Linked DNA regions of Mus musculus: all the other regions are linked to region 1. The links are chromatin contacts, called in public ChIA-PET, Hi-C, HiChIP or PLAC-seq, Micro-C and promoter capture Hi-C maps. All regions are on one chromosome and are shown on one strand. The core of a region is the stretch at or near the end of the contact, and the rest is flanking DNA. Distances in the headings are between cores, read along the strand shown. Region 1 holds the start of Nup133 (nucleoporin 133). Region 2 holds the start of C330016L05Rik (a long non-coding RNA gene). Region 3 holds the start of Pgbd5 (piggyBac transposable element derived 5). Region 4 holds the start of Afg3l1 (AFG3-like AAA ATPase 1). Region 5 overlaps Pgbd5 (piggyBac transposable element derived 5). Region 6 holds the start of Gas8 (growth arrest specific 8). Region 7 overlaps Galnt2 (polypeptide N-acetylgalactosaminyltransferase 2).

Evidence for each region. Promoter capture Hi-C pulls out the DNA fragments that hold promoters and counts their contacts. Hi-C and Micro-C count contacts between places; a contact is called where the count stands out from the background. ChIA-PET counts read pairs in DNA pulled down with a chosen protein or histone mark. HiChIP or PLAC-seq counts read pairs in DNA pulled down with a chosen protein or histone mark.
Region 2: a contact with region 1 is called in an H3K4me3 HiChIP or PLAC-seq map of bone marrow-derived macrophages, with 2.9 times the contacts expected there. The contact joins the promoter of C330016L05Rik here to the promoter of Nup133 in region 1. A contact is called at or near these places in 1 of 39 promoter capture datasets (the 3T3-L1 cell line) and 5 of 115 datasets of contacts at active chromatin or transcription factors (bone marrow-derived macrophages, embryonic stem cells, large pre-B cells and 1 more).
Region 3: a Micro-C map of embryonic stem cells shows a contact between it and region 1, with 4 times the contacts expected there. The contact joins the promoter of Pgbd5 here to the promoter of Nup133 in region 1. A contact is called at or near these places in 6 of 39 promoter capture datasets (the 3T3-L1 cell line, hippocampal neurons, liver and 2 more), 2 of 484 Hi-C or Micro-C datasets (both in embryonic stem cells), 5 of 115 datasets of contacts at active chromatin or transcription factors (embryonic stem cells, large pre-B cells, pro-B cells and 1 more) and 2 of 9 other capture datasets (embryonic stem cells and pancreatic islet).
Region 4: a Hi-C map of CD8 T cells shows a contact between it and region 1, with 4 times the contacts expected there. The contact joins the promoter of Afg3l1 here to the promoter of Nup133 in region 1. A contact is called at or near these places in 3 of 39 promoter capture datasets (embryonic stem cells, hippocampal neurons and liver), 4 of 484 Hi-C or Micro-C datasets (CD4 T cells, CD8 T cells, embryonic stem cells and 1 more), 1 of 115 datasets of contacts at active chromatin or transcription factors (extraembryonic endoderm stem cells) and 2 of 9 other capture datasets (adipose tissue and embryonic stem cells).
Region 5: a contact with region 1 is called in an H3K4me3 HiChIP or PLAC-seq map of stem cell-derived neural progenitor cells, with 5 times the contacts expected there. The contact joins the enhancer-like site here to the promoter of Nup133 in region 1. A contact is called at or near these places in 5 of 39 promoter capture datasets (the C10 cell line, the SN4741 cell line, cranial neural crest and 2 more), 7 of 115 datasets of contacts at active chromatin or transcription factors (embryonic forebrain, embryonic hindbrain, embryonic stem cells and 4 more) and 1 of 9 other capture datasets (embryonic stem cells).
Region 6: a contact with region 1 is called in a promoter capture Hi-C map of neural stem cells. The contact joins the promoter of Gas8 here to the promoter of Nup133 in region 1. A contact is called at or near these places in 4 of 39 promoter capture datasets (hippocampal neurons, liver and neural stem cells), 2 of 115 datasets of contacts at active chromatin or transcription factors (the 230-238 cell line and bone marrow-derived macrophages) and 1 of 9 other capture datasets (embryonic stem cells).
Region 7: a contact with region 1 is called in an RNA polymerase II ChIA-PET map of memory CD8 T cells, with 116 read pairs. The contact joins the enhancer-like site here to the promoter of Nup133 in region 1. A contact is called at or near these places in 5 of 39 promoter capture datasets (3T3-L1-derived adipocytes, the HPC-7 cell line, the SN4741 cell line and 2 more), 9 of 115 datasets of contacts at active chromatin or transcription factors (the 230-238 cell line, CD4 single positive thymocytes, bone marrow-derived macrophages and 6 more) and 2 of 9 other capture datasets (adipose tissue and embryonic stem cells).

Annotation. Positions count from the first base shown.
Region 1 is chr8:123,947,560-123,950,889 of GRCm38.p6, forward strand. It overlaps Nup133 (nucleoporin 133), which reads right to left and starts at 1,706. Exons shown (of 26, transcript NM_172288.2): 1 at 1,439-1,706. The coding sequence starts at 1,617.
Region 2 is chr8:124,458,528-124,461,857 of GRCm38.p6, forward strand. It overlaps C330016L05Rik (a long non-coding RNA gene), which reads right to left and starts at 1,573. Exons shown (of 3, transcript XR_879349.1): 1 at 1,098-1,573. Gm30209 (a long non-coding RNA gene) reads right to left here. Exons shown (of 3, transcript XR_388195.2): 3 at 2,183-2,316.
Region 3 is chr8:124,432,243-124,435,572 of GRCm38.p6, forward strand. Pgbd5 (piggyBac transposable element derived 5) reads right to left here and starts at 1,694. Exons shown (of 7, transcript NM_171824.2): 1 at 1,557-1,694.
Region 4 is chr8:123,476,103-123,479,432 of GRCm38.p6, forward strand. It overlaps Afg3l1 (AFG3-like AAA ATPase 1), which reads left to right and starts at 1,760. Exons shown (of 17, transcript NM_054070.3): 1 at 1,760-1,945. The coding sequence starts at 1,808.
Region 5 is chr8:124,390,729-124,394,058 of GRCm38.p6, forward strand. All of the region lies in intron 1 of Pgbd5 (piggyBac transposable element derived 5), which reads right to left. Among named protein-coding and RNA genes, the nearest start is that of Pgbd5, 42 kb to the right of the region's middle. Within about 2 kb of position 1,748, at least 16 of the 459 cell types and tissues checked have an H3K27ac peak or open chromatin away from gene starts, as enhancers often do.
Region 6 is chr8:123,517,187-123,520,516 of GRCm38.p6, forward strand. It overlaps Gas8 (growth arrest specific 8), which reads left to right and starts at 1,649. Exons shown (of 11, transcript NM_018855.2): 1 at 1,649-1,766. The coding sequence starts at 1,764. It also overlaps a transcript of Dbndd1 not described here.
Region 7 is chr8:124,316,367-124,319,696 of GRCm38.p6, forward strand. The region is part of intron 3 of Galnt2 (polypeptide N-acetylgalactosaminyltransferase 2); the gene reads left to right. Among named protein-coding and RNA genes, the nearest start is that of Galnt2, 87 kb to the left of the region's middle. Within about 2 kb of position 1,600, at least 129 of the 459 cell types and tissues checked have an H3K27ac peak or open chromatin away from gene starts, as enhancers often do. A contact at or near this core is called in the 230-238 cell line, CD4 single positive thymocytes, the HPC-7 cell line and 5 more, where this site is marked.

The DNA of each region.
Region 1 (3,330 bases), core at 456-2,955:
TTAGACTCAGTATTTCCTGTTTTCATGCAGAAAAAAATTCACTTAAGATACACACACACACACACACACACACACAAACATACACACAAACATACACACACACACACACACACACACACACACACACATCACTGTGTGTCTCTGGTTGCTTTGGAACTATATAGCCAAGACTAGCTCTGATCCAGGGTCCTCCTACCTTAGCTTTCCATGTGCTAGGATTTTAAGTTGTGTACTACCATGTCCAGCAATACCTTTTAAAATAATTTTAAGGCAATAGTTGTCAGGTACTTTTGAGATTAATTTACTGGTTTTTTTGTTTGTTTTGAGCAAAAATGATGTATCAGAACATATATGCATCTTACTATCTTTTTAACCCATCATATATACATATATGTGTGTGTGTGTATATATGTGTATATATATATATATGATTGTATGATAGATAGATAGATATCGAAAAGCAAGTGCTCTTATCCCCAGAGCCATCTTTCCATCCCAGAAATTCACTTTTGAAAGATGAACAGAAGAAATTCTTCTAGAAAAAGGTAACCCAATTCTGAATTTTCGTGTTAATTACATTGAGGAGGGTAACAATTCTACTATACATGTGGACTTGGCAGCACACCAGCATCTTTAGTGAAGCACGCTCTCTCTCTCTCTCTCTCACACACACACACACACACACACACACACACAAAGTGCTTTTATGTAACCTAGTCACAACCATCACATTTTGTGGCCCAAGTCCTTTAACTGCCAATCAGTATGTAGTAATAAGCATTTGCTAGGCACTGAGAAAACATTTTTGCCAGGTTTGTAGGCTCTTACCATGACTCAGATAGGTGTACTGAATCCTGAGATGCTGAGATCCTGACTTAAAGCTGGAAGTGTTAAACAAAATGATGGTAGCCAGACAAGCTACTGCATGCTTGAAATAGAAGAATCTTAAAAGTGGATTGAGCAAAGTCAGCCTAGGGTACGTAGCATGGGCTGTCCCAAAGTGGACAGGACTGAGTTCCAGGCTGCATTCCTACACTATATCACAAAAAGACTACACCAGACCAAATGTTACTCGTGTCAAACGCCACAGAGTCAAACCACAACTTTAAACAAACAGCAGCCCGACACTGACCTGTGTCAACATAATAAAGAAATGACTTTTTAATCTTTACAATAATCTGAAGTATGTTCCTACCTTGCAAGCGTAGTGCTCAAAAGGTTCTTTCATTCTTTTCTGTAGCGCGGAGACAGAGTGAATCCATGGGTCCAATAAAGAGTTAAACAGAGAACGGGCAAAACGAGGGCCACCATTAAGCAGCGACAATAAAACGCGAGAATGACCAGAAGTACTTTCGAACTCTGCGGCAGCTTACCCCACTGCCAGGCTCCACCTCCCCGCTGTGGAGCGGACCCCGCTGGTCCCCGAACCCCCACTTACCGTGAGCTCACCGAGCTGCGCCGGCCTGCGGGCGAGAACAGCACGGGCGAGTTAACCGCAGATCCCAGAGACAGACCCCTCCTGCTCGCTCTAGGCGTGGACGTGGGCCCGATCCCGACTAGCGGACCGCGTCGGGTCCCCGGCCCTGGGGTTCGCGGAGAGGAGACGCTCGGAAACATGTTTGCAGAGAGCGTGGAGGAAGCGGCACTCGCGGGCTAATAGCGAGAACCTCGCGCGCCCGGAGCTTGAACACCTGAGGGGCGGGAAGGCGCCTAGAGATGACGTAAGGGGGCGCTCAGCGAGTAGGGAGGGGAAGGCGCATGGCAATGACGTCAAAGATCGGCGCCGAGACTCGGGGCAAGGTCGGAACTGGGAGCGCTTTGTTGACGTCACATCCAGTACCGGGGAGGGGCGGGGCAGGCGATTTGGAGTCCTGCGACCCGATTCACCGCGGTGGATCCAGTGCTCCGGACCGAGAGCTTGCCAGAAGCGCCGGTCTCCGGCTGGAGCTGACCCTCCGCGGCGAGCGTGGGCTGGGGAAGGAGGCGCCCGTGGGCGGAGCTGAGGAAGTCGCGCTCTGGGCGGCGGTGGTGTGCTCACAGTTTTTCCCAACCTAATTCAGATCGGTTCAGGCTTGTTCTTCGTTCGATTGTCTGGGCTCTGCAGCGGGTTGCAGCTTTTTGCTTTCCAGGCACAGCTTGCATTTTGATGGGTCTGTCCTACTGCCGGAGATTCGGAAATGACAGTGCCCCCAGTCCCCGGGCATGTTCACTCTCATCGCTGCCCCTGAAGTTCCAGACCCTAGTAGAAGCCGATAGCAGGCGTGCACACAGTTCTGTTAGTCCTCTGCGGCTGTTTCGGAAGACCGTAGTGTGTGTATGGGGGTGTCTTTTCCATTCTGCTCCCCACATTACTAAACAGTGAACTGAGATTAGCCCGAGGCTGTACTAGAGTTTGTAAATATTCAGGGCTGATAACTGCCCAGGGACCCTTGCTGAACTTGTGAGGTCCCTTGTTACTTCGGGTGGCCTTTCCTTTTCGGTTTTTTCATTGTGTCCCACTTAGACAACATTGTAGCCAGACTTTTGACCACTTTATGGGTTCCTATTTCTACCACTTGTCTCCCTCTCAACCCCCCAACACTAGGTAGGAGAAAGAAGGCTAGAGGAAAAGGGGGCTTCGATATCCGTAGACTACTTCCTGCTGATAGAGGCATCGAGTTCCTTGGGGCAGTTTTGATCTTTTAAGAGCTCAGAAAGCCAGAAGGAGGGCATTGGACTCTGAAGTTAGTTACAGGGGGGTTGTGCGCCACCTAGCATGGGTGCTGGGAATTGAACTCGGAAAAAAAAAGAAAAGCATTTAGAAGTAGCTACTTGAGCCAGGTGTGGCTGCACACACCTATAATCTCTGTAGGACCAGAAGTTGTTCAAAGCCACCCTGGGCTACATGAGACACTGTCTCAAATGCCAACAAACAAACCCAATTACCTGAGAGACCATTATGGACACAAGGTTGTTAGGCATATCAGAAGTAAATACAGTGGGAGGGGGTAGGGGGAGAGAGAACATGGAAGGGAGGAGTCATCTCTGCCCTAAGGATGAGAGAAAGCAGCTTTCCAGTCCACAGTCCAGGAGAAACGTGCGCATGCGTAATGGAGCCTTTAATTCTTGCAAAGTGCAGTGTAGGAGAATTTCGGTTTCTTTTTTGTTTTGGTTTGGTTTGGTTTTCCGAGACAGGGTTTCTCTGTGTAGCCCTGGCTGTCCTGGAACTCACTTTGTAGACCAGGCTGGCCTCAAACTCAGAAATCCGCCTGCCTCTGCCTCCCGAGTGCTGGGATTAAAGGCGTGCGCCACCTCGCCCGGCTGAATTTTGGTTTCTTTAAACACAGAAAT
Region 2 (3,330 bases), core at 323-2,822, 510 kb after region 1:
TTATGTACATTCAGCCATTCCTTCACGCTCCAGTCGATCATTAGTGAGCTGTTGTGAGATATTTATTAGCAGGGTGATAGTGGAGGGAGAAGCCTCCGATCATTTTGCCAAGGAGAAACCTAAGCTGGCCTATTTGTGCCACGCCCACCTTGAGACAGAGAGCGCATGCGCCTATTGTTTCCATGGCCAGCAGGTAGAGACCCTGGACCACCAGCCGTTCCCAAAGCTGGTTGTTATAAGCTGCCTCTGGTCTGTGAACTCAGGGGTCTCTGGTACCTCAGTCCAGCTTCGCTGATGGTGCCCATCAGGCCATCACATCTATTATCTGGGACACGACGACATGAGGAAAGCCCAGTGGTGGGCATCACAGGAGTCATGGAAAGAGAGCAAAGGGGAGTGCCCGAGAGGAAACACAGGAAGCCTGCAGCCTTCCCAGCCCTGCTGGTGATCAAGGGAGGCCATTGCAGAACAGAGCCATAGATCATTCTTGTGAGGGTCACATGAGCTCTGTTCCACTGTTGGCTTAGATAGAATAATAATTATTATTATTTTCTACTTTTAATATTTTCTTTTCTTTTTTTTAAAGATTTATTTTATGTATATGAGTATACTGTGGCTGTCTTCAGACACACCAGAAGAGGGCATCGGATCCTATTACAAATGGTTGTGAGCCGCCATGTGGTTGCTGGGAATTGAACTCGGGACCTCTGGAAGAGCAGTCAGTGCTCTTAACTGCTGAGCCATCTCTCCAGCCCCAGCTTCTTTCTTATTCTGGCATCTTCAGGAAGATTGGCCTCACGTTCAAGATGAAAAGTCACACGACTGACTGTGTAGAAGAGTGGAAACTTCTTTCTTGTATTAGCAATTGTAGGCAGGGCTGGGAATGAGGCTCAGTGCAGCTCAGTAGAGCTCGCCCAGCTCTGGCTTCCATCCCCAGCACTAAAACAAGTGATAGTAGTAAAACTCCTACTGATAACAATCACTGTGCACATTGATTTTTGATATGGGCAATACACAATCGATCTGGACATCTGCATATTGACCCTCAACACAGCTTTAAAAAAAAAAACAAAAACAAAAAAAAAAAACTAAGATACCTCATTAGTTACATGGTGCTTGAGACTGGGTGTCCAGTAGTCCCAGTGTGCTGTGGCAGCTCAGAAGGTCCTCAGAGAACCTCCGGTTCCTAGTCTCCCAGGAAAGCCAGGAAATGCTTGATCTGGTGTCAGCAAAGGAGTTAGGAGCAGACGCGGCAGCAATGGCCAAGTACAAAGGTCAGGTGATCTTTCTCCGCCACGCCCCTTCCACCTACCAGAAGGCACCGCCCACATTCAGGTGGGTCTTCTCACTCGGCCCAGGCAATCCGGACTCTTCTTCAGGTGATCTCCCTATCCCGGTGATTCCAATTTGTGGCAAGTTACCGTTGAAAACAATCTCAAGGGCTGGGGAGATGGCTCAGCCCGCTGTGAGCACTGACGGCTCTTCCAGAGAACCTGGATTCAATTCCTAGCACCCACGTGGTGACTCGCAGAAGTCTGTAAACCCAGCTTTAGGGGAATTGATGCCCTCTTCTAGCTTCCATGGGCACCAGGTACAAACACGGTGCGCATACATGTAGGAAAAACACCCATATACATAAAACAGACAAATCTCCAAATAAAATCAAACCGACCATGATACAAAGGAATATTGCTTAACAGTAGTAATATATGACCATAACATTGTGGTGACAGAGGTTTTGTCCTGTGCAGAAGGTTGGGGTAGAGAAGGTCCCAAAACAGTTAAAGGAGACACTGAGGGAATCAGGATAAATTACAGACTTTAACCCATAATAACATATTGATATTGGTTGTTACATTGTAGTAAATTACTGTACCAATGTAATATATTAGCAACAAAAAAATCATATTTTAAAGCACATTACTCCTAAACATGGTGCAGTAGCAACTGAGAGGAGGCAGGAGCTGGAAGGTCATGGCCACTTTCCTGCCTTCCACCCCTACGCCAGAGCATCAAGACCTTGAAGGGTATGATGGGTATCATCATCTAGAAGATGGATCTAGAAGAAACCAAGAGGCATGCTGGGTGGGTCTTGGGGGTGGGGGTGGGGGTGGGGGTGGGTTCCAGATAGGATTAAGCAATAGGGGAAGACCCTTCGAGTCCCAGAAAAGCTTACCCACTTTTGCTTGCTGGTTGTATGTCAACTCTGTTGATGGCCAGTGCAGTTGCATTCCTTCCCTGACAACTGAACACAGCTGTCCCGGTCCTCCAGTGTGGACTGCACAACAGTGGCTGTCCTGGCATCTCCCCTCCAGGCTTTCACGGACAGATTGGAGCTGCTAAAGCATCTGGCATTGGGCTGAGCAGCAAGCCTACTTCTCTGTGTCCCTAGCATGCACCAGCTGTCCCTGGACTGCCCAGCTAATGCTGTGTAAGCCAATCTAATAAACCCCCTGTAATATAGGTTCATTCTCTCGGTTTTGTACTTCTAAGTAATAAAGTGGGATTCTCTGAGATTCCCCCTAAAGAGACACCTTCCCTGTACCCCAAAAGGGGCTATCTTTAGCTGAATAGAAAAATCTACATGGTTCCCTGGTTTATTACCACTAGATCAAACTTATTTCCACTGTCTAGGGGGCAGGGAGTGGGGGGTCTCCCACTGTACCCGGGCTGATCTGGAACTGCCTCCGCCTCTCAGCGCTGGGGTCACAGGTCTGAGCTGAGCTTCTTTCTCATCACATCTAAAACACACAGGTTTAACCAGGACGATGACATTTCCCCCCAGGGGAAGCATAATTGATTCCTTTGCCACCACAAAAGGAGCCAGTTTTTCATTTATTAAGCGATTCGTGCTGACGTCGCTCGTTGGCTCTGTGTGTGTACGCTCTTGGGAGCTTTCCTTCTAATGAGTTGTGACCTGCTATTGTTTCTCAGATTAAAGAGAACACAAAATAAACCCTTTGGTGTGCATTTGTTTCTTATTAGCATAAGAGCCGCACTGTTACTGTTGAAGGATGCAATCTTTAACAATATTAAAATAGAGGATAATATCCGAAATAAGTGGCTTACAATAATTGAAAGATAAAGTTTATCCAGGAAAGCCTTTTCACAAAAGACTTGTTTATTTTAGGTGTATGAGGGTTTTGTCTGAATATGTCTGTGTACCAGGTGTCTTCTTGGTGTCCAAAGAGGCCAGACGAGGCAATCACACCCCTGAAACTGGAGTTATGGATGGTGGTGAGGCACCATGTGGGTGCTGAACATTGAACCCAGGTCCTGTGCATGCGCTCTTAGCCATCAACAAGCGCTGAGCCACCTCTCTAGTTCCAT
Region 3 (3,330 bases), core at 444-2,943, 480 kb after region 1:
AGAGTGAACAGTGGACAGAGGGCTTTGCTTCTGAACATCTTGACTTATACATTACTAAGAAAGAAAGTTCTGGTTAAATCGCTTTTGTGTGTTTACCCTTCTCAATACCAGACCCTTCATCTAAACTAAGCCCAGCACGACATCCCTATTTTGCCCTGTGACCTCAGCTTTGCCGAATTCTCCTCTGTAGACATCTACAGTAGGCATCTTAAGTGCTGCAAGATCAACACAGGATCACAAAGGCTCACAGCACGAAGACTGACAAACCAGGGCACCAGGCTGGTACAATCCCAACATCCAATATGGAAAGCAGCTGTCCAGGGCAGGAGGCCTTTAAGGCACACTGGGAAATGAAGGGTGGCATATAGGAGGACAATTTAGAGTACCATAAACCACAGCCAAATGGTTGGGTTTTAAAATGTACCCACTTAGAACCTTGCATGGTGATGGTAACCCTCCAATCCAGATGCAACTTTGCCCATCCACACCGCAGCCTGGCAAGGTTGCAGAACACTCCCTCCAGGGCTGGGCCAACCTTTCCCATTGCCAGCTCCCTGCAGCTACGTTTCCATACCCAGGCCCTGGAGCCTACCTCCTGTGCACCTGCAATCTTGAGGAACAATAGCTATAGTGTCATGTACACTGCCCAAAGTGTGTGTGTGTGTGTGTGAGTGACACACACACACACACACACAGAGAGAGAGAGAGAGAGAGAGAGAGAGAGAGAGAGAGAGAGAGACTATGCAAAGGGGCACTCCTTGGTGCCCATTCACACTGGTTGTGTGCACTTCACAGAATATATGGTGTAACATCTGGCTGCTAGGAAGCCATGGAGCCTGAACAGCAGCACTGAGGATCATATGGGAAAGCAGTTTCCACATCTCAGAAAGCAGAAGCTGACCAAGCTGCTGCAAAGCAGCACTATTTTAGACTCTGCAGAAGCCAACAGCTGAGGGCTCAGAGTAGCAGGGTGGCTGTGCTCAACTCCAGTCGCCTCCGGATAATCTGAGTCTGGTCTACACACCTTGAAAGTAACTCGGACTAACACTCCCTAACGCAGTGGAATCACCCTTGGCTCCTTCCGGTGCTCAGCTAGAGATCGACTGGCACCACAGGAAGTTTCTCGGGAAAACAGAGAGCAGTGAAGATGCTGATATGCTCTGGCTCTGGGCTCTCTATGTGCTTCAGCTGCGACTGGCCTGACCCCTGACACCTAGATCCTGCGTACTGCAAAGGACTCAGCCTCAGCCGTGCCAGGCGTTTGGATCCCCTCCACCAAAAGAGCCATACTTTACTGACCCCACAGGTGTGACACTGCCAGACGACCGAAAGCCTCTGGCAAAGTGCTGCTGGCTTGGTCTCCACCCACGAGAAACCTGGGACCACCATCCTGTGCAGTAGGACCCTCTCTGTTTAATCCCTGCTCCCCAAACCAGCTGTTTCCAGAAACACACAGGTGCAGGTCGGGTGTGTCTGGAACCAGTCTGGCCCGTGCTCCAGCCTTCAGACCGCGCCCTGTGTGTCCCTGCACCCCAGTGTCCCCGGTCGATCCTCACCACCGGTGTCCTCGAAGCGCGGGGACGGGCGATCCCTCAGCACGGCGCTCCAGCCCCCACCGGTCTCGTCCTCCTCGAGTTCCAAGGGATCCGCGGCGTAGGATGGCGGGGCGGTCCCCGGAGGCGCGGGGCGCTCACGCTCATCGTCCGAGGAGGCGGCCGAGGAGGAGCGTGAGGCTGCGGAGGTGCTGTAAAAGGGGTTCCCGCCGCTGTCCGGGCCCGACTCGCCGAACACGTCGTCCGAGATGTGCAGGCTCTCGTAGCGTGCACGGGCTGCCTCCAGCAGCGCCGGAGCCCTCCTCCGTGAGCCCCCACCGCCCTCGGCCATAGCCCCGGCCGCCGCCCGCGCGCCCACACCCCACAGCGCCTCCCAGCCGCACACGCCGGGCCCGGGACCCCCGCCGCGGCCCGTGGCTCCCCACCAGCGCAGCCCGCAGCACAGCGCGCGCCGCCCCGCGCCCGGCCGGCCCGCCGTCTTGGCCGCTCGGGCCGCGCGCCCGGGATGCGCCTTGGAGCTCGGGCGCCGCTGGCTGCGGCCGCGGCGGGAAGAGACTCAGCCGCTGCCCAGAGCCGCCGCCGCCCCCACCCGCTGCGTCTCCGCCGCGCCCGGCCCCGTCGCGTCCCCGCGCACCCTCCCCGCGGCAACCGCGTTGCGCCGCCGACCTTCCCGGGCGCGAGCCGTGGACCGGGCCCGCCTCCAGCACCTTCAGCTGCTGGCCAATAGAGAGCGCCGGCCTCGCGGGGGCGGGGATAGCAGGTCGCCCTGCCTCCTCGGGGCGTGACGCTAGGGCAGTCAGTCGCGAGGAGCCCCGCCCATAAGCTCATAGCCGCTCGCCGGCGTGGGGAGGGAGGCGGGTCCCGGTGCTCCGTGCTCTTTGGCCCGCCCCTTGCGCAGCCGCGCCCGGCTCCGAGGAGCTGTCCGCCCAGCGGTTCTGAAATTCACTCTGCGGACACGCTCCAGGTGGGCGGCCAGCCGAGGCTGCGCCCAGCACTCCTGTGAATTTCAGGTTGCCCTTCTAGCTTCCCCGAACCTTGCTCTTTTGGGAACCTGGGTCAGACACTAAAACAGTCTCTCCTCCAACAACTGTCATGTAAGGACCGCAACACTGGAATGAGGTGGCTCGTCATTTCTCACAGTCCTTTGATGCTCACATCTTCTGAACTCAAAATTGCTTCCATGAGAACTATCACCACCTGCGCCCTGGTATCACTTGCACAGGCCTAAGACAACGCACATCTGGAAGAGGATTATATGATCAGGAAACAAACAGCTGGTCGCCAGGGTTTCAGAGATCTAACAATGGAGCAGAGTCTGTCTCCTCTCTTCTGGGGGCAAAGCATGAGGCCGGCTGGCCGACCTCCCCTCATCAGAATGTCTTCTCTCCTCCTCCTCCTCTCAAACATAATGCAATAAGTCACATTAATGGTAACTGGGTCATAAAGTCACTTTCACTCCGACATAAAATAAATCCAAGTAGATGTGAAGGGCTTGAGACCCCTATTGGGTGTAGTAAATGATAATTACACAAACGGAAGACAATGGGTTTCTATTTCTAAGAAAAAGGGTGCTGGGACCCATCTGCCCTGGCTGAGATTTTCACTCACGTCTGCCTGTGCCCAGACCCTGTGACCTGCAAACCAGGTCTCTGCACAGGCTTGAATCCATGACAATCACAAGCAGCCAGGCTGGAAAGAGAAAGCGACTTACTGATCTTCCTCCTCTGTGTGTATTTAGCTGATAAGCAAGAAAGTATTTGCAGAGCACTGCCACTCT
Region 4 (3,330 bases), core at 510-3,009, 470 kb before region 1:
ACAGATCTCGGTAGGACCTCCGAAATGTTAAAACCTAGTGGGGAAACACCCACTCAACTCCCGATTGATTCAGTGTGCACCCAAAAATCACGAAGGACCATCTCTTGATGTAATTACATGAGGATGTTTAATGACGGAGCTCCGGACCGACATGCATCCCACAAAGGAGATAACGGATGTCGGCCACGAGGCTCGAAAGCTAGGGGTTTTTATGGGGTAAGGGGCTTAGGGGTGTGGAATTCAGCATAGTGACACACTATTGGCTTATTTAAACATTAACAGAAAGATTACATGTTAGCAAAAGGGCATCAGGACTTTGTTCCTGTGGGCTAGGGGCTTATCTTGTTCACATAGCAACCAGTTGATGTATGACTTTACCCGGCATCAAGGGGCAGTGGACAGAGGGGAGGTTCCAGCCAGGTGGTGTTGACCCAGACAAGATAGCCCTGCTTGTACAATCAAGCTGTTCTTAGGAATGTCTTAACAACAGCCCTGTCTGTTCTGCTTTGTTCTCAGCCCCAGGCCACGGGCTCATAGACAACTCTTTTACATGAATCACAAGATACAAAATCTCATTTTCTTTTATCACCATCTCCCACTCCAGCGCGGTATGGTGAGGCGGGAGGGATGCCTCGGCACATCCCTTTCCCTGAGTTATCAGCCACAGGACAGGTATAATGTAGAACAGTTTATTTGGGGGCATGGGAAGGGAGTTGAGAAGGGAGTAGAGGCAGTCAAAGAGAGAAAAGAGAAGAGGAGAGGAGAGGCTGGCCAGGAACCCGTGGAGAGGAGGAAGGAGGGAGGAGTTGGGGAGAGAGGGAGAAAGGGGTCAGGGAGAGAAGAAAGTCTGAGAGAGAGAAGGGGAGAAGGGGCAGAGAGAGCGAAGACATGGAGGGGGGTATGGGAGTAGGGGTCGGGTTGGGAGGGAACAGACCCTTTTATAGCAAGCCAGGCCTTGTTGCTAGGTAACCGTTGGGCGGAGCATAGAAGGACTGCTAACACTATGGGTGACAATGGTCTTCTCCCGGGCATCTGTACCTTTGAAATGTAGTCAAGGTAGAATCTGAGTACACGCAGATGCCACGTGTGTCGTGGACAGCCCCACTGTCCAGAAACTGGTTCATCCTGAACACCCACACCTCCCTAATGCCAAGTCCAAATTGCTAGTCCGCACAACTGCAGGCAAATCAAAACTGGGGTGACTCTATATACCAACCAAGTGCTCTCCCGCAGAGCAATGCCACAGGCCCTCACGCTGCTCCAGACCGTCCCGTCGCTCCCTGCGCATCCGCAGGAATAAAAATGTTGTTAAGTAAAATTAAACAAGGGTCTATGACGTGGATCAATGAGACAAGTCGTGCACCAAATAACAGTTCCTTTGTTCACGATAGGTCTCGAACCACATCTAGTCTGGATGTAAAATACCGGGAGCACCTCCAACCGGTAATACTAGTACCCTCAACCAGGGAGAAGTAGCCTCAAAATTTAATTACGTGAGCCGCGTTACCCCGAGGACCCACCGAAGCCATTGATGTCGTTGACAATGCAAAATTTAAAATACGTCTAAAGGCCCTTGGTGTCTAGGTCAAGTTGGCCGCGGACCATCCGCCATCAGCTGTCAGGCAGCGCGAAGCGACACTCGGGTTCAGGATCCTAAGGAGCACGGCCGCGAACCAGACACCCAAAGAGAGGTCCGAGCCGATGCGGCGGCCAGCTGCGCACGCGCGCCCCCGAGGGCGTGGTGCACTATGATCCGCCTGCTGCGCGTGCGCGCGCCCAGGGGGCGGCGCGAGGTCAGGGCCGGGGGATGTTACTGCGGCTGGTGGGGGCGGCGGGCAGTCGAGCCCTGGCCTGGCCTTTCTCCAAGCTGTGGCGATGTGGCGGATGCGCAGGGAGCGGCGGGACGGTCTGGAGCAGCGTGAGGGCCTGTGGCATTGCTCTGCAGGTGAGCAGGGCAGCGCTGGGGCCACGGGTTCCGGGCGGCGTGGCGGGGGCCGCGCTGGGCGTCGCGGTGACGTCATCGGCCTGCGGCTGGGCCGGGCGCAGCGTCTTCCCGATTTCTGCCTCCGACTCCACTAGTGTCTACCTACGGCTGATCGGAACACTTGAGCGGGTGCGATCTAGCCATTATCCAGTTAGCTATTGCAGGGCCCCACTTAAAAGGTAGTAGCCTTTATTCATTAAGGAGGCGTAGGTCTCCATACTAAGCAGAGAAAGATGGCCACCATGGAATTCCCGCCACTGATGCTTCATTTTTTAGATAGTTTAGCCTTACTAGATATTTTATCACCCCTCACAGGTACATCTGCCAGTAGTAAGGAGGCTCACCACGGCGAAAGGGAATATCCATGCAGATTATCCATCTTCAAATAAATGCGTGTTACCATCACAGGGGCCATACAGCCGTTCTTCCTCAATTCAGTTTTGGTCTTGTTCCCTCTTAATATGACAGTAGTGTGGTGTAACGGTCCATGAGCAAATGTCCATTTACCCCAGCTAGGGCACTCACGATAGGTCAAAATGATTCCATTCCTCTAGCTTTGTGAACCAGTGAGCTTATTGGAATTAAATATGGCCGCACCGGGGAAGGTTACTTAACAGGAGTGACTCAAAAGCAGTTTCATCGATGAAAGGCTCACATACAGGTCACAACGCAAGGCGAACCTACAGTCAGTACCACTGAAGAGGCTCCCTCCCCTCAGCAGTTCTTTCCTGCCTGTAGAACTTTGGGTCTGGGGGCCCGTGGATTTTTTTTTAAGCTTCTGAGCATAAGGTTTATGGGGCTTCTTGAGGCTTAAGAGCTTCCCTCTCTGTAGGGGGGAATCTCTGGGTTTGGAGGAGGTAGCTGCACAGTGGGTCGGGAAAATGCCCTCAGGTTTGTTTCTAGTGCTGTGCATTGCACAGTCATTTCAGGTCATGTCGCACATCCTGTTCCGGTGGGTGACCCGTTGAAGATCAGTCATATAGTGATTGTTATAGACAGTTCTGAGTTGCTGTGGGCCAGTGTCTTTGTGAAAGAAGTACATTGGATGGACTTTGACTTGGTTGGGTGGCTTTTCGTGGCGAGACATCAGAGTGCCCACTCACCCTAGACAGAGCACTGGTAACAGACCAAAGAAAGGTGTTGTGTGACACTGCTCTTAGGGAACAAACATTACCCACGGCAGATAGGGAGCGGGCAACAGACCACGGTAGAGTCCATCTGGTGAACTAGTGAGTTTTGGTGGAGTTACTTACAGAAATGACTCCAACAGCTGCATCATCAGCGCCCATCCCAGTGTGGGATGGCAGACAGCTCAGGAAAGCTGGAAACAGAGTACTCTGCTCGTT
Region 5 (3,330 bases), core at 498-2,997, 440 kb after region 1:
CTCCAACACGACCCCACATCCCAACACAATACAGCTCACAACTAGATGTAGAGAACCAAGCACTCTGAAAGCCACCTGCTGAGAATGGGCCCAGGTCTTAGGATTATAACCCACAGGTACAGGACAAATGTGTTCAATGAACCTAGATGGCGGAGTGACAAGCCCTGTGATGTGACTAAGACCTCCTCCTCTTTCCTTCTGAGTGTGGCAGGAGCTAGGCAGCCCTGTCCAGGGACAGTCCTCACACACTTCAAAAGGGAGATGGACACAGACACTTCTAAGTACAATGGCACTCATGTAGTGGCCCATGTGGTTCTGAGACAGAATCGTATATATCCCAGGCTGGCCTTGAACTAATGATGTAGCTGAAGATGGCCTCGAACTTCTGATCCTTTTGCCTCCACTTCTTACGTGCTACAATGATGGGCACGTACCACCGTGTCTGGCTTATGTGGTGCTAGGAGTTAAATCTGAGGGATTCATGCATGCGTGGCAAGCACTCTACCAACCAAGCCACGTCCAAAGTCTGCCGGAGTATTTTTAAACTGCAATTTAAGCTTTCTAGCACAAAAGCTCCTCTAATTGCCCCATCCTGTGGCAACAGACATTCTCTTCTAAGCTTCAAATTATGAGCTCTTAAAAAGACAAAAGCAGAGATGAGATGAAGTTCTTGGCGAGGACAGCAGCCCCCTCCCCCACCGCGCGGGACCCAGCCAGTCTTGAAAACAAACTCAGACCAGTGGAAGGACAGTCAGCTGTGACCTAAATTCAACAGAACTTAGAAAGTCTATTCCTTTGAGGTACAAAAGATGCAAAACTGACCACTACCCATCTATTCTGCATGTATGTCATTGCTTAAAAGAACACCAGATTGCAGATGGAGGGCATTTTTGCTCCCATAAAGCTGCCAGGTGGCACCCTCAACTCCAGAGGATAAGTAGAAGTGACTGGTGTGTGGGACACTAATTCAGCCGACCATGTGCCAGGAGCACAGCTAGTGACTATCAGAACTCATAGCCACATTCCTGAAGAAACTTTACAGATGAGGGCCAAAGGGCTTAGACACACTGTCCCACTGTATCCTCTGAGGGATGGTGCCAGAGTCTGTGGCCGGGCCAGCTCTCTTCCCAGTGACACCATCTTCCCACTGTGATGCTAGTAAAACCTGCATGTACCGAGCTATCTGAGCCTTGGAGAGGAGGCTTGAGTACGCATGAGGAAGAGGGAGAGCAGCAGGGCCCTCCAGCGCATGTCCCAGGGCACCTAAGATGGCCACCCTCCTAAGTGAGCCAGGTGAGGCCAGGAAACAACCTACTGGACTCAAGCAACAGAAAAGCAGGGTCTGGTACTCAGCAGCCACCCTCTGATGGTGTCTGCACCCAGGCTAGATTCCACTGGGTGTGGTTAGTTAGAACAGTTACATTGTTGCTGGGTTTGCCTGGATGCTTCCATTAGAGCCCACCCCACCCTAGAAAGACGCCAGCAGCGTACCTACTGTACCTTGCTGGCCTTACCTACAAACACACAAACATCTAGCATGTGACCAAAAGGGAAGGCAACTGGAGACACCGGACACTATAGGCCAGCTGTGGCAAATAAAAGACGTTTTCCCAAGAACAAAAGATGGAAAGACTTAGGTAGAGAGAAAAGGCTGGGGGCGGGGACGGCAGGGAGGGAGGAAGGCTCTGGGACCAGATCTGCTTTTACTGATGAGAAACAGACAGCACTCTTTAGATCCTACTGACAGGACTCACTGAGATGCCTGTGTTTTCTGAAAGGCAACTTACCAGAGACAGTAAGCTGTGCTCGCTTAGGGGCCAGATGAAGAGCTCCCCACTTCAATCAAGGCTGTCAAAGACGTAATTAATCAAGGCAGTGGTTACTTACGGACACATTGTTGCCAGCGTACCAGTCTCTTAGACATAGAGGATACCTTATAAATCTAACTGACAATTTTGTGTACTGAGAAAAACTCTAACTTTAAAGCTTGTTATAAATTACACTCTGGGCAATGTTAGGAAAAACCAAGATGGTTTCTTAGCAACCTTCAAGCTCTAACTTAGAGCCACGGATCCCATAGCTACACAGAGAGGAGCTGGACTCTCTCAGAGCCCATACTTGTCAAGTCAGATGGCTTCACTTTCTCAAGAGCACCCTCTGTTTTCTTTTTAACCCAACTTTGCCTCCCATTTAGCTCTCTCTAAAATGTATCTCTTGTCTAAGCCATGAATCCCAGGCTTGCCTGGGTGGGGATTTCTGAGAAGAACTCCCTGGCGGTGGCTGCTGTGGCAAGGCATTGCCTTTCCCATGGCCCACCACAGTCCACCCTCATCCCCTAATCCAGGACAGTCCTCCTGTACAAATAGAAAGGACACAGGACACACTTCTCCAAGGAAAGCCCTGCGAATGGAATTAGACAGCAGAGACACCACGACTACCTTCTACTCACCCTCCTACTTACCAGCACGCTCTATAGTGAGATGCCTGTCAACAAGCCTGAGAGCCAATGGCCACAGAGATGGGAGGGATCTGTCTCCTTAGCTTATTGTGCCCTGGTGCAGGTGGGCTCACTTAACAAGAGCCCACCAGCACAAAGACACCTCTTACAGATTCTCACCATGGCCTCCTGAGGTACCAGCGGTGACACCTGTAGCAGGTAGCCTGGCGCCCCTCCCCCCCCAAATCCTCAGCTAGGCCTTCTACTGGCACAGCCCTCACCCCGACAGTGCCTCAACTGAAATTCTGCCAAGTTGCTGGCTGGAAGCTCAGCAGATGAAGACTAGAGGAAGGGGACTTGTCTTGATAACGACTTCCAGATGATCAAAGGCTTTGTTTAGAGGCAGGCTGAGAACATACTGGTTACTCAGTGAAGAGGGTAGGTAGTGTGCGGTGCTGTCGTGGGTGCTCAGACACCTATGGACATGTCCCGCATAGCTGTTTCCCAAATCAGTCTTGCCTCCTCTCTCCAAACACACACTCCAGGGATGGACAAGATGGGACTTGACACAGCACACAGTAGCTTCTGTGTGGAGATGGCACATGCTTCTGTTAGTCAACCCACCGAGTCTACACATGTGCAATAAGGAGACTAAAGCTCCATCCAGTGCTGTGACAGAAGCTCAATGCCAGATTCAGGTGACAATGACCAGGGTGCCGGGGACTATGTCCTTGCAACACTCCCTGTAGGAGGGCAATCAGGAAGACAATTTCCCCCCCAAGTATCTGAGCATTTTTAAAAATGTATTTTTATTCTAAGCATATTTATTTTAAGTACACTATGTACATGCTGTGACTTCAGAGGTCAGAGGAAGGCACCAAGTCCCAGGAACT
Region 6 (3,330 bases), core at 399-2,898, 430 kb before region 1:
AGGTACCTGGGACATTAGCAGGCTGTGCTTTCCAAAATAGTAAAGCAGTTAAAATGTCAGGGAGCCAATCATGGTGCTACACACCTGTCCCAAATGCTTCACAGGTGGAGGCAGGAGGAGCAGTTCATGTTCATCTCTGATCTTGCTGATGGTCTGGCTTTGAGGTCAGCCTTGGCTACATGGACTCCGCCTCAACAAACAAGCCAAAACTGCTGGAACCATTTCTTCCAGAACCGTACCATCAGGATCTTTTAGCTGCAGTGCTGTTGGAGCCTGTGACTGCACTGGCTAGTAGAGTGTGGGAGATGTGAGACAGTGCAACTCCCAAGGCTAGGTCTTTAGGAAAGAAATCCAGCTTTCTTGGAAGGCTCCCGTAAAAAACAGGCTACCCGGAGTCCACCTGTGTATGTTCCGGCTGACAATCTGAGCTCTCGGCTGACAGCATTCGACAGCTGACCTAACTGTGCTCAGGTGCTTCTAGGTGCTGCTTTTGAGTTTCCCAGGCGAGTGGGGCTCGCCTTAAAGTTCACTGACAGCAAACAGCGTGGCGGCTATGTTGGACTTTTGTTAAGATTTACTACAAATAAGCCACTGTTAGAATGCTCACAAGGATCCGGTGTTGTTCTTCCAGCGGGCCATTCTTCAAGAATCTGGGAGAGGGGACACTGGGAGGTTGGGTTAGCAAACAGGGGAGTCTCATTGCTAGGAGCCTCAGATCCCCACCACTGAGCAATCTTTCTCTCCTGCTGCATCCACTTATGGGTGTGGAATCTTCATCCTCAGAGCAGGCAGAGGAGCATAACCTGCTGTCCCTTCTGTTTCTGTTTTACCCTGTCCTGCTAAGCCACTTTGTTGTTGTTTTGCTTTTGTTTTGTTTCTCTTTCTTTTTATGTATGTGCATACACTGCAGCTGTACAGATGGTTGTGAGCCTTTATGTGGTTGTTATGCAGGGTGCAGCCCTGCTCCAAGCAACTCCAATCAACTCGCTTATTTATTATTATAAATAAATACACTGTAGCTGACTTCAGACGCATCAGAAGAGGGCGTCAGGTCTCATTATGGGTGGTTCTACCTTCAGAAGAGCAGTCAGTGCTCTTACCCGCTGAGCCATCTCTCCAGCATTTTTTTCTTTTTTTTTTTTTTTTTTTTTTTTTTTTTTTTGAGACAGGGTTTTTGGTATGTAGCCCAGGCTAGCTTCCAACGCATGCAGTCTTCCTCTCAGCTTCCCCAGTGGTCGCAGGCATAACACCCTTAGCGTTTTTCTTTCTGGAAGCCCAGCTTTACACGTTCAGTCTCATCAGAGCAGCATGTGGAAGGAATTTTCACAAGCAGGGCAAGGTGGATGGGCCGCAGGAGCGGGCTCTTAGCTCAATATTTGCATCCAATTTGGGAACTTGGCTTGGGAGGCAGATTAATCATTCAGACTTTTCTCTTTATCCGTTCCTCCTTGTGAGCGCCCGCCATGTAGACTCTGGAGAACCCGAGGAACCACAATAGGTTTCTTCTGTAGCCCAAGTTGTAGTGGGAGAGAGACCAGCAATACACCGAGGGCAACACTAGCTCTTCTGGCGCGTTGTTAGGGACGCACTCCCGGTTGCCCAGGTCCCTTAGGGCGGGGGTGGGTGGGAGGGGAGAACTGGAGGATAGTCTCGCGAGGATTTGAGAACCAGCACGGGATCTAGTCGGAGTTGCCAGGAGACCGCGCAGCCTCCTCTGACCAGCGCCCATCCCGGATTAGTGGAAGTGCTGGACTGCTGGCACCATGGTGAGTCGGCCTGTGCTCGGAGTGTCCAGTGCACAGAGAACCTGGGAGGCTTTCGTGCAGAAATGTGGAGAGGGTCGGGTCCCCGGGACTGGGAGGGCCTGCAATTTTGGATTACTAGAATGGAGAGCTGGGCGCAGTTCTTCCGTGTGGTCCCGGTTGGGGAGGCCAGGAGGCCGGGGCCTGCATTCAGGTTCTCTGGGATGATCATCACACTGGCTAGACTGAGAGTCCAGTGTGCAAGGCGTCCAGAAATCAGAAGCTGAGTCCGTCAGATCCTTGGGACCAGTACTTAAGGGCTCAGGGGTCAATTAAGTGTCCACAGGGCGCAGAATCCGGCACAGGAGAAACCCCGAGAACTCGGAGGTGGAAAACCTAGCGTGTACCATGTGGCCGGAGGCCTCCCTACCAAGGGCAGAGTGTCATGGAGTGACCAGGGATACACACCTTGGGTATCTCAGGCTCCTGAGAAGAAGAAGGCCGAAGCCCCCTGTCTCCTTTATTTTTCTCACATAATGCCCCGCCCCACCCAGGAGATAGATGCTGTCAGTAGTGCAGTGTCTTGGCAGATGTGCTAGGGCATGGGTCATTAGCTGGTGGGGTGGCATCTTCCTGCGTCTGCCTGCCTGGAACTATGGCCGATATTAACTGCTGCTTAATCTTCCCGCCAAGCATTTATGGCCTTGTCAAGGCTGCTAGAATAAAGCAGGCCCTGTGAGCAGTGTCTGCTGGGAACATCTGCAGACAGACACAGTGTGTGCGGTGTGCTCAAGACCAGAGTTCCCTGAAGTGGGTTCATAATGGCAGACACGAGTCAGGAAGCCTCAGATTCGGTCATTGCTGTGAGGTCTCTCCAAAAGGCTTATTCTCGGTCCTTGCTGATGAGGGTCTTCTGTGTCTCTGTGGTGGCTATGAAGCGTGGTTGCCAGTATACTTGTGGGGTGGGGCGGGTGTGTGTGTGTGTGTATCCCTCCTTTTTAAAGCCCAGATAAGTTTTTCTTTTTATCTTTTAGGTTTCCACACTACCTCCTCAAATGCTGCCTTTCCCAAAACACCCCTTCTCCACCCCCCCATAAGTTTTTCTTTTTTTTTTTTTAATGTAAGATTTGTTTTATATATGTGAGTACACTGCTGCTGTCCTCCAACACACCAGAAGAGGGCATCAGACCCCATTACAGATGGTTGTGAGCCACCATGTGGTTGCTGGGAATTGAACTCAGGACCTCTGGAAGAGCAGTCAGTGCTCTTAACCTCTGAGCCATCTCTCCAAAAGAATGTTTTTAACCGTAACAAAGAAATTCTTGTCCTACATCCAGGAGTGAATGGGTTTGAAGTGTTTTCTTTCTCCTTCCCTTCCCCCTTAGTGCTTCTCCAAATGAGATCTCTCTCCCTCCCCACCTCTGGTATATTAATGGGGGGGAGGGATCAGTATAATGATACCCCCTAGGTAAATGTTCCAGTCAGCACTGTGTGAACAGTCAAGGTCAAGATTCTAAACAGGCATTCCTTCCCCTTATGCCTGTGTGAACCGAGTCAGTCAAAGAGGGACACCCTGAGGTAGAGCTGA
Region 7 (3,330 bases), core at 350-2,849, 370 kb after region 1:
AATGGTGACGGCCACCTCCACGCACCCAGGGATTAAATACCTGTCTATCCTTATCTCTGAAAACAGAGGATCCAGCATGGCCTGCAGTTGCCAGCTGATCTGTTTGACAAGGGCAGAACATTGAAGGCATCTGTGGTCAGGCAGTTTCCAGACCTCCTGCTGGGCAGAGCTCAGGATCTTGGCCATCCGCTCCATGTAGGGAGAATGGCCACCCTACAGAGCTCCGAGGCTCTGGCATTCGGCCTGGAAGAGATAAGCACAGGGGGGAACGTAAGCCGCTCACCCAGGCAGTTCATGGGAAGGTTGCCCTGGAGCTCAGCCACTTGGATGCCAGAGGAGCGGAGCAAACGGAGGCATGGATGGCTCCGTGTGAGGCAGGACTGGGCCATCCCACGTGTGGAAGCTGTAGTTGGAGGATATCTGCAGCTGGGGACTGAGGCAGGCATCTGGGGAACCCAGGCAGGCATCTGGGGGACCCAGACAGGCATCTGGTCAAGCAAGGGAAGGAGTGCATTGTGGTTCCTGTTGGCTGCTCTGCAGCTGAACTCCTGGGAGAGCTCTGTCATCAGGAGGAATGAGTTTAAAGGGACAGGTCTTGCTTTGACTCTCAGGAATGGCTGCTGGTGAGGTGTTCTTAGGGAGATTAAGGGAGCGCTCACAGCACTGTGTAAGGCTGTTATTTTCTCAAAGTTTTCCATTAAAAGCTAACGTCTGGAAAACGGAAGGTGGTGGAAAGTGGGTGATAGTCCTGATGAAAGAGTTTCACTGCCTCCTGCGACAGCTCAGCCTGCAGAATGCACCCCATGAGGCTCTGCAGGTTCAGATTTCCTCTGTGAGCTGGCACCACCTCCCAGGCTGCCCAGCCTGAAGTGTGCCAGGCCAGCTACTGGCCCCGTCTGTGCTTTTGTGCTGAACCCCCAGCCTCCCAAAGGGCACGGAGCTTTCCGAGGCAGGGCGGTCAGTGAGGCAGGCAGCGTCTTGTGCCATGAGGTGATGAGTGCTGTGGTTTTGAACTTGGCTCCTCTGATGTTTGTGGTATGTGGTGCCAGGACTATAGGGCGTGAGAAAGCTGTTTTAGGTTAATAATGGTGACATGAGATAAACAAACCCAGGGTGAACAGGGCTTGTCAGACCCTGGCAACCAGACCTTAAGGAGCCTAATTTCAGAGCAGTCTGCAAAGGTCATTAAGTATTTTAGGGTTCGGTTCTCTGGTGTTAGAAGACCCAGGGCATTCTGGGTAGATATCAGGACTGGCTAGGAGCCAGCTGGGACCTGGATGTCCGTCTTGCCCCTGCTGTTGGGAGGGCCACTAAGCATTTTGGTTAAGCAAGCATTATATAACAGCTAGTTTGGTTCTTTTAACTGTTTTTTTTTTTTTATATCTGCCTCAATTTTTAATTCAGAAGTTATCAAATTGTTCACCTAGGCTTCTGGAAAATTCCATAGCAACCATCTTGAAATGTAGAGCTGTCTGTGCTATTTTGCTGGGCAGAGCTTGAGACATGTATCTAGCTCAGGTAGGATGGGGTGGGGCTGTTTCCAGCAAGCCCATTCTGTGTATCTGACTGCGGCTGGGTCTGCCGTATGTGCCGTTGGCTGTGGTTAGAGGCAGGAACTCTGCTTCTGCAGTATGCTGCTGCCATGAATAGCATCTCTCCACACAGTGTGGAGGTCTCTCAAAAAAACAAAAACAAAAAAACAAAAAAACCACAAAACCATATCTTCTGACAACGGAGCCATACCACTCCTGGGGATTTACCTAGAGGACATTCAAGTCAAGATCACACAGACAGACACTTGCACATTGACAATTACAGCAGCGGTAGTCACAGCAGCCACGTTACAGAGGCAGGCCAGGTGCCATCAGCGTGGGGAAAGGCAAGGACACTGGGGTTGTTTTCAGCTGTAAAGAAGGAGCCGTCATGCCATTTATAGGAAAATTGATGCAATCATATTAGGTGAATAAGCCAATCTCAAAATGACAGACATCACACGCTTTCTCTTATTTGCAGATCCTAGACTTTATATAGACTTTATATACATAAAATCATGTATGTATTTATGACAGGAAGGTAGAAATGAAGCCGTCTAGGTTGGAACAGAGGAGGCGCTTGGGAAGGGAGGGAGAGGTATATGGGAAACAGGCTTAACACAACTACATGTGTATATGAAAACTTAAAAAATAGTTTTTACAAATGAGTCTAAGGGTAGCTGCCTCAGCACAGCCTGGGGCTCTTTGCCTGGCCTGCTTGGTTACAGGTTACAATCAGTGTTCCGCAGAGCCAGGCACCTGCATGTGACTCAGCTCTGGGTATCCCCGGTGAGCCTGCTATCCCCTGGCCAGGTCCGGCTTTGTGATGGTGGTCAGCTGTCTGTAGCTTTCCAGCAGCTGCTCACCCTGGATGCCAGCTCAGGAGTGGGGAACGTGTTTCCAGCTCTGGCTTGGCTAGCACTCCGGCCACACAACAGGCTAGATGACTGTTCCAGACACTTTGGAAACATTGTATCAATTGCCAAGGCAGCCACTGAGATGACAGATCTGTCTTCCCCCAGCTGAGAGGAACTGGGGGGGGGGGGGGCGAATTCAGGCTTCCAGTGAGCCACTGCCTCTGCTCAGGGCCTACATCCTCCCAGTGTTCCTGTGAAAGCAGTCCTCACTGCACTTCCGTGCCCCAGCTGGGAAGCTGAAAGATCTACCTTAAGTTCTTCAGGGTTTTGAGACTTCTGATTGTTAGCATGCTGTAGAGACTCACACGTCGTCCGGTGAGTGGCAAAGGCAGAAATCAGACCAGCCACAGGGCTCCCAGCTACGTTATCTTCCCACCTCAGCAGCAGGAACAGACCTCAGCTCAGGACAGAGTGGGGCACATCTCACTGTCTTCACAGAGCCAGGAGGCTGTTCCCTGTTCCCAGTTCCTCTTGGCAGAATATAGAACTCCCTACATCTCCAGGTGAGGACTAAATTCATTCAAGTCAACTTGGTTCTTTATATGGGGTAGCCTGGTCTATTCCAACTCAAGGTGTCAGAACCGCAGGCTAACCCTGAAGCAGAAGGAAGTGGGGGAGGGAGGCAAAGTGAGCAACCCAGAGGAAACAGAGGACTGTGTGCAGCTTCTCTCAGATACGCCCCCAACGATCTGTAACAAAACCAGAAACCTCTGATAGGTTGTGTGTTCATGAGACACCCAGAGCAGCTAAGATAATAAGACAGTTGCAGGTACATGTCTACGAAAAGAAATGTAAATGGAATAGATATTTTTCTAGGAAAATATTACCAAAATCACTCAAGAAATAGAAGGCACGAGCTGGGCATGGTGGCACACACCTGC